Regions from separate parts of the Mus musculus genome. Here all the other regions are linked to region 2. Evidence: chromatin contacts called from public Hi-C and HiChIP or PLAC-seq data. All regions are on one chromosome and are shown on one strand. The core of a region is the stretch at or near the end of the contact, and the rest is flanking DNA. Distances in the headings are between cores, read along the strand shown. Region 1 holds the start of D6Ertd527e (DNA segment, Chr 6, ERATO Doi 527, expressed). Region 2 overlaps Antxr1 (anthrax toxin receptor 1). Region 3 overlaps Gfpt1 (glutamine fructose-6-phosphate transaminase 1).

The links. A called contact is a pair of places that touch in the nucleus more often than the background predicts. HiChIP or PLAC-seq counts read pairs in DNA pulled down with a chosen protein or histone mark.
Region 1: a contact with region 2 is called in a Hi-C map of myocytes, with 2.2 times the contacts expected there. The contact joins the promoter of D6Ertd527e here to the enhancer-like site in region 2. A contact is called at or near these places in 5 of 39 promoter capture datasets (3T3-L1-derived adipocytes, the C10 cell line, frontonasal cranial neural crest and 2 more), 1 of 15 datasets of contacts at CTCF or cohesin (large pre-B cells), 23 of 484 Hi-C or Micro-C datasets (B cells, the C2C12 cell line, CD4 T cells and 15 more), 3 of 115 datasets of contacts at active chromatin or transcription factors (embryonic fibroblasts, neural progenitor cells and vascular smooth muscle cells) and 3 of 9 other capture datasets (adipose tissue, liver and pancreatic islet).
Region 3: a contact with region 2 is called in an HNF4G HiChIP or PLAC-seq map of pancreatic cancer cells. The contact joins two enhancer-like sites. A contact is called at or near these places in 1 of 115 datasets of contacts at active chromatin or transcription factors (pancreatic cancer cells) and 1 of 9 other capture datasets (adipose tissue).

The regions. Positions count from the first base shown.
Region 1 is chr6:87,102,887-87,106,338 of GRCm38.p6, forward strand. It overlaps D6Ertd527e (DNA segment, Chr 6, ERATO Doi 527, expressed), which reads left to right and starts at 1,860. Exons shown (of 2, transcript NM_001167937.1): 1 at 1,860-1,956. The coding sequence starts at 1,940.
Region 2 is chr6:87,181,691-87,184,975 of GRCm38.p6, forward strand. The region is part of intron 16 of Antxr1 (anthrax toxin receptor 1); the gene reads right to left. Among named protein-coding and RNA genes, the nearest start is that of Gm38851, 40 kb to the right of the region's middle. Within about 2 kb of position 1,736, at least 109 of the 459 cell types and tissues checked have an H3K27ac peak or open chromatin away from gene starts, as enhancers often do. A contact at or near this core is called in the C2C12 cell line, the MC3T3-E1 cell line, cerebral cortex and 7 more, where this site is marked.
Region 3 is chr6:87,067,219-87,070,701 of GRCm38.p6, forward strand. Gfpt1 (glutamine fructose-6-phosphate transaminase 1) reads left to right here. Exons shown (of 19, transcript NM_013528.3): 11 at 466-561. Among named protein-coding and RNA genes, the nearest start is that of Gfpt1, 26 kb to the left of the region's middle. Within about 2 kb of position 2,118, at least 93 of the 459 cell types and tissues checked have an H3K27ac peak or open chromatin away from gene starts, as enhancers often do. A contact at or near this core is called in pancreatic cancer cells, where this site is marked.

The DNA of each region.
Region 1 (3,452 bases), core at 610-3,109, 79 kb before region 2:
GTGATGGAGAGAAAGGCCAGATTCTTCCATCCTCACCTTCTGATGGATTCTGAGTAGTAGCAGTGGTCTACTTCCTGAGGTTAGGAGCCATGGTCTCAGGTGTAGCTCTGTCTCCTGGCCTTGAGGGCTGGGAACTGTGCATCTGCATGGGGAAGGGTCCCTTTCCACCCCCCACCATTATTCAGAGCTTGTGTCTGCACACAACATCCACAATCAGGGTCCACATGGCCTCACAGTGTCCTGCAGGGATCCCAAGCTGCAGCTTTGCTTTATGCAAGATAGTTTTCCCAGGAAAAGGCAAGCCTGATTCTGGGGTGTGGTTTAAGTTATAGACACAGCCTGTCTGGAACCTTCTCATACAGTGTATGTAGTTTCAAAAGTTCTCTGTGCTCAGGCCCCACAGCCAGAGCATGGCTGTACTTGAGCCTCCCTGGTCACAGCTGTCTTCCGTTCCCCACACCTGGGCTTGTAAAGCATTGCCTTCTCCTTAAGCCTCATTCCACCATCTGTACCCACCTCCAATTCACATAGGAGTGGGAGCTCCCAGCCCCCACCCCACCTCATTCCACCATCTGTATCCCACCTCCAATTCACATAGGAGTGGTAGCTCCTAGCCCCCACCCCACCTCATTCCACCATCTGTATCCCACCTCCAATTCACATAGGAGTGGTAGCTCCCAGCCCCCATCCCCCATCCTTCCATGTCACACTGGAGAAGGCTTGTGCCCCAAACCTGTCTCTCTGAAGGGTGTCTGCATAGGAGGGAGGCTTCTGGAAAGTCTCTGGCTCTAATCTTGCTTGTCACCTGTTGCTTGCTCTGCAGGGAGCTGCCATGCTGGGTGCTCCACAGACTTTAAAACCGAGCTAGGAAGGGTGCTGAGTAGCAAGTGCTTGCCCAGCCACCTAGGGCCTTAGACTCAGTCCTGAGTGCAAAACTAACCAGCCAACCAGCCAGTCAACCAACCAGCCAATCAACCAACCAGCCAACCAACCAACCAACCAACCAACCAACCAACCAGCCAGTCAGCCAGCCAGCTAGCCAGTCAACCAGCCAACCAACCAACCAGCTAGCCAGCCAGCCAGCCAGCCAGCCAGCCAGCCAGCCAAATACTGACTTTCAGTTTCCAAACTTGGGATAGTTGTCACACAAATCTATAGATCCCTCACAGGATGGGAACCATATCTACTGATTACCCACTCTGAAAACTTCTGGAAAAAACCTGGGATTTCCCTAAGAAATTACCACCTTTAAAAAGGTGATTTTAAAATATTTTTATGTTTCGTCTGTCTGTCCATCTGTCCGTCCATCCATTCGTCCATCCATCCATCCATCTGCCCATCCTGTTGGTGTGTGTGTGTGTGTGCCCTGTGAGGGCTGTGAGCATGGAGGACGGAGGTTTCAGATAGCCAGAATCTGAGCTGTTGCAAGCAGCTGTGAGTCACATGACTCGGGAAAACAACCTATCTTTAGGGTGTTTAGTTACACAGGACCATCCTGACACTCAAGAGACACGGTCATCAGGATGTAACTGTAGTTATCTCACTTCAAACTCTTCATCTGTTAAGACATTTTGTTCTTTATGACAAGACCTGAGGATTTCACGGTACCTTGCCGGGCTGTTTAATCAGGAATCCGCTTGGAGTTGTCCCCTAAAACCTCTGTGCTGGCTAGGCTCTGTGTCAACTTGACACAGGCAAAAGTCATCTCAGAAGAGGGAACCTCAGTTGAGAAAACTGCTCACCAGATTGGGCAAGGCTGCAGCACATTTTCTTGATTGATGATTGATGTGGGAGGGCTCATCTGACCCCTGGGCAGGTGGTCCTGGATGGCATAAGAAAGCCGCCTGAGCAAGCCAGGAGGAGCAAGCCTGTAACAAGTTCCTCCGTGGGCTCTGCATTGGTTCCTGCCTCTAGGAACCTCCTGCCCTGACTTCTCTGGATGATGGACTACAAGTTGTAAGATGAAATAAACCCTTTCTTCCCCAAGTTGTTTTTGGTGATGGGGTTTTACCACAGCACAAGAATCCTAACTAACACAAACAGCCCTCTCTGTCAGCGGCACCATTTGTCTCTCTTCTTACCCCGTGGTTGGTTGGCTATCCCAGTAGTGCAGTTCCAGTTGACAATCTGCCTTTTTGCAGCAGAGGCAGCAATACTTCTTCCTGGTCCCTCCAACTTCCTGCTTTTCCTCCTCCTCGAGATGAGCCATCCTGGGTCTGCCCAGGCTCTGTTGCCTTGGCCCCACTCATGGGCTGGTCTGCAACAGTTGCCACAGTATTTCTCTTGTGAGCCTCAGCTTGCAGTTCCAGATTCACTTGCCAGGGTGAAGACCATTATGGGTCTGCCATCTTTCTCTGAATTATGTTGCCATTTTGCCCGTGTTTTTGGTGATGTCAGTTGTGACATCACTGGAGCTGTGGACTCGGGGTGTCTCCTTGGGCTTCTTGCGACAGTGGGTGCTGGCACTGTGGTGGTGGTGGTGGTGTGCCAAGACACCAGCTGAAGAGCTGGGGGCACAGAATGGCTGAGTACCATCGTAGGGAGACCTGCTGCTCAAGGCAGTGCATAGCAGTGTTGCCTCCAGACTCCGGCTTGGGAGATAGCTGTTTGGATTCCCTTATGCTTCTCTGACCTTCCCTCACAGAACGGTCCTCTAACTCCGTAGCACGCCCACCCTGGAATGCATCCTCCCACCTTTCCCCTTCAGTGTACCCTCTATGGGACAGGGTTTAGGTTTTGCTCTCTCTGCATAGTCCTTCCTAAGCCCAGACTCTCCTTGTTTTGCACTGTCCCAGGTCAGCTTCTGGCTGATGAGTCTCCTGGTTCCATTGGTTTGTTTTGGGACAGTGTTAAGCACATGCTCCTCTCCTGGGCTCACTTTAAGGAAAACCATCTGTCAGAATAAACCATAACTCTCCTCATCTGTGGGGAGAATCTATTCCTTACAGACCCTACCATGGCCTTACTAGTTTCTTTGCCCATCGACTGACCTCCCTTGCAGCCTCCTCTTTCCTGACTTTCTGACCACACATCTCTGCTCTTTTATTCCATGATGTTTATAGAACATAATTTTAATACTTTCAACTGTTAATATTCAACAAATAGAATAATTATTTTAGGACATATGTCTCCCTTTTCATTTCTGATTTTATTATTTGGATACTGTCTTTGTGCCCTCTGCATAATCTGGCTAAGGGTGTATCTATCCTGTTGATTTTCTCAAAGAACTAGTTCCTGGTTTTGTTGATTCTTTGTATAGTTCTTTTTTTTTTCTATTTGGTTGATTTCAGCCCTGAGTTTGATTATTTACTGCTGTCTACTCCTCTTGGGTGTATTTGCTTCTTTTTGTTCTAAAGCTTTCAGCTGCTAGTGTAAGCTCTCTTCAGTTTCTTTTTGGAGGCACTTAGAGCTATGAGTTTTCCTCCTACCACTGCTTTCATTGTGTCCCATAA
Region 2 (3,285 bases), core at 486-2,985:
CAGAGCTACATTGGCCTCATCTGTGTAGCGCCTGGCCCGACTCCCCATGTAGTCTTAAGATTCACGCATCTGGCTTCATCTTGGGCCTCTCTTGACAGCCAGATCCAGGCATGGCGTGACCTCTTTAGGTCCAGACCAGGGCATGGCATAACCTTCCAGTTTTTAATTATGGTGTTGACATAACAGGAGCTAAGAGCAAGCATGGTAAACCAAAATGAGCTCTCTTTTACCCACATGTACCCTTCCTCACACTCTGTTCATAGAGGTGTAAGCCACACACCAGAGGGTCACCCTCTCTCCATGCTGCGTCATGTCCAGCTTCAGCCATGTTTTGGGAGTGGTCTTAGGTCCCAGCTCACCTGACATTTCTTTCCATTCCACTATTTCCAAAGCCCTGGCTCTTGTCTCCTGTCACTTAGTCTTAGAAGTAAGAGCCATTCCTATGTATGGATACATAATGGCTAAGAAAATAAATCTCAGGCCGTCTTACCAGCAGTGTGCACTCAAGCAAATCCTCTATCCCTTGGTGCCTGGTTTTCTGGTTGTAAGTGGTGTGTGTGTGTGTGTGTGTAGGGTGTGTAAGTGAGGTGGTAGTATGTGCGAGTGTGTGTTGGGGTGTGTGTGTATTGGGGTGTGTGTATGGGTGGTTGTGTTTGTGTGTATATTTGTTGGGGTATGTGTGTGTGTAGGGTGTATAAGTGAGGTGGTAGTATGTGCGAGTGTGTGTTGGGGTGTGTGTATGGGTGGTTGTGTTTGTGTGTATATTTGTTGGGGTGTGTGTGTGTGTAGGGTGTATAAGTATGTACAAGTGTGTGTTGGTGTGTGTGTGTGTGTTGGTGTGTATGGGTGGTTGTGTTTGTGTGTATATTTGTTGGGGTATGTGTGTGCGTGTGTGTGTGTGTGTATTGGGGGAATTCTACTTTTCAAGGTTGTTCTTGGAACCCAACCTGACCTGTGTGAAGTGCTTTGCCCAGGTGAGCTGCTGTCTCTAGCTTTTCTGGACAAGGCAAGACCACCTTACTCCATTTTCTCTGCAGCGTCCTGAATTCTGACTGTCTCTCAGGTGAGCCCTCCATTTGTGGCACAAGCAATGTGGGTAACTGCCTTTGCCTCCTCCTGAGCCTGCATCAGGCAGCTTCCAAGGTGGGAGTTGAAGGAAGCATTAGGGAAGAGAGTGGTCACAACTGGCTAAGGACAAACGTTAGCTCCGGGGCCAGTGGAATGACTCAGCTGGCCATGCAAACTGGTGACTTGAGTTTGAGCCCGAGAACCGACAAAAAGGAGGAGGGAGAGAATCGGCCACAGAGCTGTCCTGACCTCCACACATAAGCTGTAGCATGTGTCCCTCTCCCTATTGTGCTTGCCCTCACACTCAATAATATATTTTAACAGTTAAGTGAAAACCAAAGCCAAAACCCTTTACGGTCAGCTAAGTTCCTAACAAATCTTCTCAGAGCCCAGAAACCTGTCACTTAAAGCTTTCCTCTTGTTCCCTAAGGCCGTGTGTGTGTGTGTGTGTGTGTGTGTGTGTGTGTGTGTGTGTGTGTGCAGGGGCACTGTCCCTGTCACATTAGGGTATCCATCAGGCACAGCCCGCATACAACATGTACTTTAGACTCTGGTCTTCCTTCATTCCCCAGGCAAAATGCCAGCTGCTTCTGTGAAGCTATGACGAAGATTCCACCACAAACCCCAGCGTCCCAGCCAGGGTGTGTTAGCTGGCATTTAAAAATAGCTTCTTCCATATGAAGTTGACACAGCTTGACTATAAAATGGGAGATTTACCAGCGCCAGGCTCCCACACCGTACCTCTCTCTGCTTCAGGCCATAACTTAAGTGCACGGAGAGAGGTGAAGGTTTATGCGGCTTCACCTGTATAATGGTGAGGCCTAGCGGATCGCCACACAAAGCACCCTCGAGCACGGCTGTGTCTCTTTTCCCATTTGGGGGCTCTTTGGGACTATCTATCCTAGCTCGTGGATTCAGCTCTGAGATGGAAACTTGAAGATAGCTCCATTTATAGCACTGTTCTGGACAGAAAGCTGGAAATCCATGGTAGTTTAATCCACAACCCCGTTGCTCACAGTCTGCCATTTGCAGGGAGCAGCCTGTCTATATTTCAAGCCAGGTCCTGGCTTGGCCCTTTAGCTGCCATTTCTCTCACTCCCTGACATGTGCAGAAGCTACTGGGAAAAGGGATGGGTAATTTCTCCGAAGTCTGCAATCAGTCCTAGTTTTAATCCAGCTGGTGGCCATGTATTTGGGCATGACTTAACTTGTCTGCAATGGCCAGTTCTGTTTAATGAGAAGCATGGGGTGCTGTAAATCGGGGAAGCAAAAACCAAGCAGAGGAAAACGAAACTAAATACCAGGGGAAATTCCCCCATCATGAGCCTGGAGCGAGGATGGGGGGGAGTGTGGTTGTTGCGGTCAGTGTCCTAATATAGCATGGGGTACGATGGATGCAGGGACAGGAGGAGGAGCCCACTGTAATCCTTTCCCCTCAGCTCCTGCTGGACTGCTTATCAAGCGCGCCCACCTGCTTCTCAGCTCTCGGGAAAGAAGGAAGGTGGTGGGTACCCATTGCACTATGTATCTGATTCCAGCCACTTTTGCTGGAGAGCTCGACATGGTCCCGGGTTCTGCTGACTGTTTAGGTGTGGGGTTCTCCCTGTTCACAGTGGGACGGGAAGGTGGACACAGCACAGACTGACCATTTTCAGGAGCCGCCTGTCCTCACCGACTGTCTGCACTTCTTTGCATACTGTCTCTGTACCACTAGCTTCCCATGGATCATGGGGAACTAGGACCTGAGAGTGAGGTGAGGGTGAATGGTGGCATTTGTCCTTTCTGTCCCCTTTCAACTTCCCTGGCTCCCTGTGGTGACTGTATTCCTAATCAGGCGGCCTCACCCAGGGGCCTCTCAGCCTAGCTCACCATTTGTTAATCTTATCATTTGTAGTGTCCCTCCTGAGTTAGTGCAGAACTGTGACAGACACCAAGAGAGGGTGCTGTGGGGGACTTAGGTCTACATACACCTTTTAGAAGGGGCCAAAGAACAAAGACTAGAGGCCTCTGTAGGAGGCAAAACTAAGGAGGGTATGTAAAAACATATATAACCAGTTAAGAATGTCAAAGCCACAGTCTCTGCGAACTCATATGTGTGCCAGACACAACAGGGCTGATAGCCATGAACTCACAGAACTTGTGACAGCATACCAGGACCTGCACAAGTCTAAGGCAGATAACATCCCATCATGGAGAAGGGGCAGTGGGCTAAGTCCC
Region 3 (3,483 bases), core at 868-3,367, 110 kb before region 2:
AGGGTTTTTATTCTCCTTTCTGACAGTGCTGTAGTAGGGATTATATCATAGAGCTACTGTCCTCAAAGTTCCATGAGCCATACTACAGTTCATTCAAGGAAGTAAATACTGATCTTACTTATAAGTAAGGAGTTTTCCCGGTTGACATAGTAAAGGTTAATTTGATCATTTGAACTTAAATTTGACTCAAAAATTTATCCTCTGCCCTTATTCATATAACTATGAATTTTAGCTACTAAGCAAATAAAGTGGCTTTCTTCCTTGTTCGTTTCTCATGTAGAGTGGAAATACTCATCCAGGCTTTTAGGAAGTCAGTCTGAATGAAAATCCCTTGTTGCATGGCCTTTGTTTCATCTCTCAAGATTACCTTGAGATAGTGTGTTTATATTGAAGAGGTAGTTGATTGTGTACAGATTGCTTAGCTTATTTACTGTTGTTTTAATTATATAATTTTTATTTTTGTAGGCAACTTTAGTTCATTTATGCAGAAGGAAATTTTTGAGCAGCCAGAATCTGTTGTGAACACAATGAGAGGAAGAGTCAATTTTGATGACTACACTGGTAATGACATTTTATATTTTGTCATTTAAGTCTCCTGGGGGAGTGCCATTAGCAACCTGACAAATTATTGTCCTTCTTATAGATTTGTGGAACAGCTAAGATTGCCAGGTATCAAAGTGCGATTGCACTGTGTATTGGTTGAGTCAGCTCAGATTTGGGGACAGAAAGTGGGCTGGTGGGGACAGGTGCTGGGGAATGGTGGAGAGTCATGGTCTCCTAGGTAGTTTTCACTGGGTATGTGGGAGAGTTCTAGAGTTGGATAGCAGGGCTGGGGCTCACAGTGTGAATGTGCATAATCCCACTACGAGGTGACAGTCACACACTAGGTTCTTGCTGTGGTTATCAGACCTTGGGCACTTTGCCTGCCTGTCTGTATAATATGTGTACCACATTTGTGCTTGATTCTCTTGGAGATTAGAAGAGGAACTGGAACAGGAGTTTGATATAGTTGGGAGCCATCATGTGTGCTCTGGAAACAGAACCCAAATTCTCTGCAAGAACAGCAAGTGCTCTTAACCATTGAGCCATCTTTCCAGCCCCTAGGTTTCTGTCATAAGTAGCAAAACACGAACTTCTGCAGAGGTCTTTCATGTTTGCACTTTGCTCCATGTTGAAAGCAGAAGTCAGAGAGCAGCTCTGGTCTCTAGAGCACACACCACAGCAGCTTACAGATACCGCATGACTAGACTCTAGTCTCCAACTCATGTCACAGGAGTAGACCATAGCAGAGTTTCTGATGTAGTCTTGCCCTTAATAATTTAATCATATGAATATATAATTAACAATTTAAATAAATGTAAAATATGATCCAAGCACTAGAAAGTGTTTAAAGTTTAGTATTGAATTTAGGAAAGGGATGTTGGGATGAGGGGAAGCCTCGCGATGTAAGAAGGTGTAGGCTTGGAAGATGTAAGTAAGTGGAGGTCAGATGGGAACACTGGGCTGCCTGGAAGAGCATTAGCTGAGGGCATTGGTGTGAAAGCCATGAGGAGGCTTATGCTCTGTTATGCTTATGCTCAGTAGTTTAGGGTATGTCTCAGGTCTAGGATTTGAAGAATTATAAAAGTCAGTTTAGGAAAGTTGGGGAGAGGAACTGTCCTGAGGAGGTGGATGGTGGGCTCAGGGGGCACCTCTGTTATGGAAGCTGATTAGCTTTTAAAGTCTGGGTGCTATCTGGTCTGTAGGTGCCAGGGAAGGGAAAGCCTGGGTTATATATAGCAGTACGATGTCGATCTGTCTGAGCACAGTGAAAAGAGGAAGAATGGGGAGACAGGAGCAATAGGAGTGGGACCGTGAGGACCACATAGATCTGTGAGGGAGGAGACCCAGGGCCAGAGCACAGTGCTCAAAGGATTCGTGGAACTTAAGTCAGGAAAAAGACCTGTTTGCTAAGCGAAGAGAATGAGGCCGACTTTGAGAACTTCATGGTATGCCTTTATTCCTGTGGTTACTGTGTTGTCTTAATCCCTCTGTGCCACATCCTGGGGAACAAAACTAGGACCCTGCATGTGCTATGTGTGTCGTCTCCTTCTGAGTCATACACCAGCGCTGAGACAGCTACTGTGTTTAAAACTCTTACGTGTATTACGTGCATATGAGTTGTCTAATGTAAACAGGATAGGAGTTCTCGGGGACGTCAGAACTGTCAGCTGAATGTTTGCCAAAGGTCACATTGCCAGTCACTCATGGGTGTGTTCCTTCAGTGACGCTCCTGAGGAACCCCACCTCCTAAGCAGTCTTTCTATTTATTTCTTAGTTATGGCTGTGTTGTCAGAGTTAGACTAAAGCATTATCCAGATTATGACATGCTTGGCAGGCTGAGGCAGGAGCAGCAAGAGGCCTGCCTGGGTCTCACACATTGTACATAAGTCATTTCAGACCTTGGGGGACTCCTAGAATTAGCCTAAAAGCCATCAGGGAATTTGCTTGACTAAGTTTAGGAAACATGTCTTAACATGCCTGTTCTTGATCTCCATCTGCAATACTACCTTCTCTGGTAGACTGTCTGCTCTTTTGGGAGGAGGGGTAGGGTGTTATATAGTCCCAAATGGCCTGGAACTCACTTTTGAAGACCAGGCCAGCCTTAGACTCACATATCTCCAGCTGCCTCTTGATTTAAAGGTGCGCCCTCCTCATGTAATTTGTCTGTTTTATATGGAGTATGACTCACCCCAGCCTCCAGGCGTTGTTTTTTTGTTTTTTGTTTTTTTTTCTGTCTTATAGCCATCCATTTGGTTTTGTATGGCTGAGTTTCTGAAGTATATGGCAAGCCAAAGGAAAAGAATCAGTAGAAAATGATGGATAGACAGACAGAACAAAATATCAAAATGTCTAGCAGAAATTGACTGGGAAGGCTTCTGTAACCCAGTCAGTTGGAGTTTAGTCAGGGTAAAATGGTCCCTCAAGTAAGGGGAGGCTTCGGAGTATCAAGAGTGGGCATTGTCAAATTGGGTAGAGCAGAAACAGACCTGGGATGGTGAGGTGGTTCTAACTTTTCAGCTTTTCCTTCCCTCTGCACACACTTGTTTGTTATGGGGAAACAGTAGTAACATCTGTTAGAAATAGTTTTTCCTTGGAGCTGTTCCCATGGCTTTCCTTAGGCTGTTTTTTTCTCGTGCCTATCACAGTGTTTAGAAGGCTATTCTGTCTTCAGATTGGAGAGAACAAACATTCTTGGGCCTGAAATGGTGGGGGGTGGGGGGGTGGGAAAAACCCCATTTCCAGAGGCAGTTTCTCAGTGGATTCAAACAGCACACAGTATTTTACCAATAGAACACACATCATACTTCCTAAAGTGTAGCGCACACCAAGACCTGTGCAAACACTGTACTCTTACACTGTGTTTTGATTAAGAGCAGGCACAGAAGTTAACCTGGAAATGCTCACAGGGGACCTGGAAAACATGAATAGTGTGGTTTATAG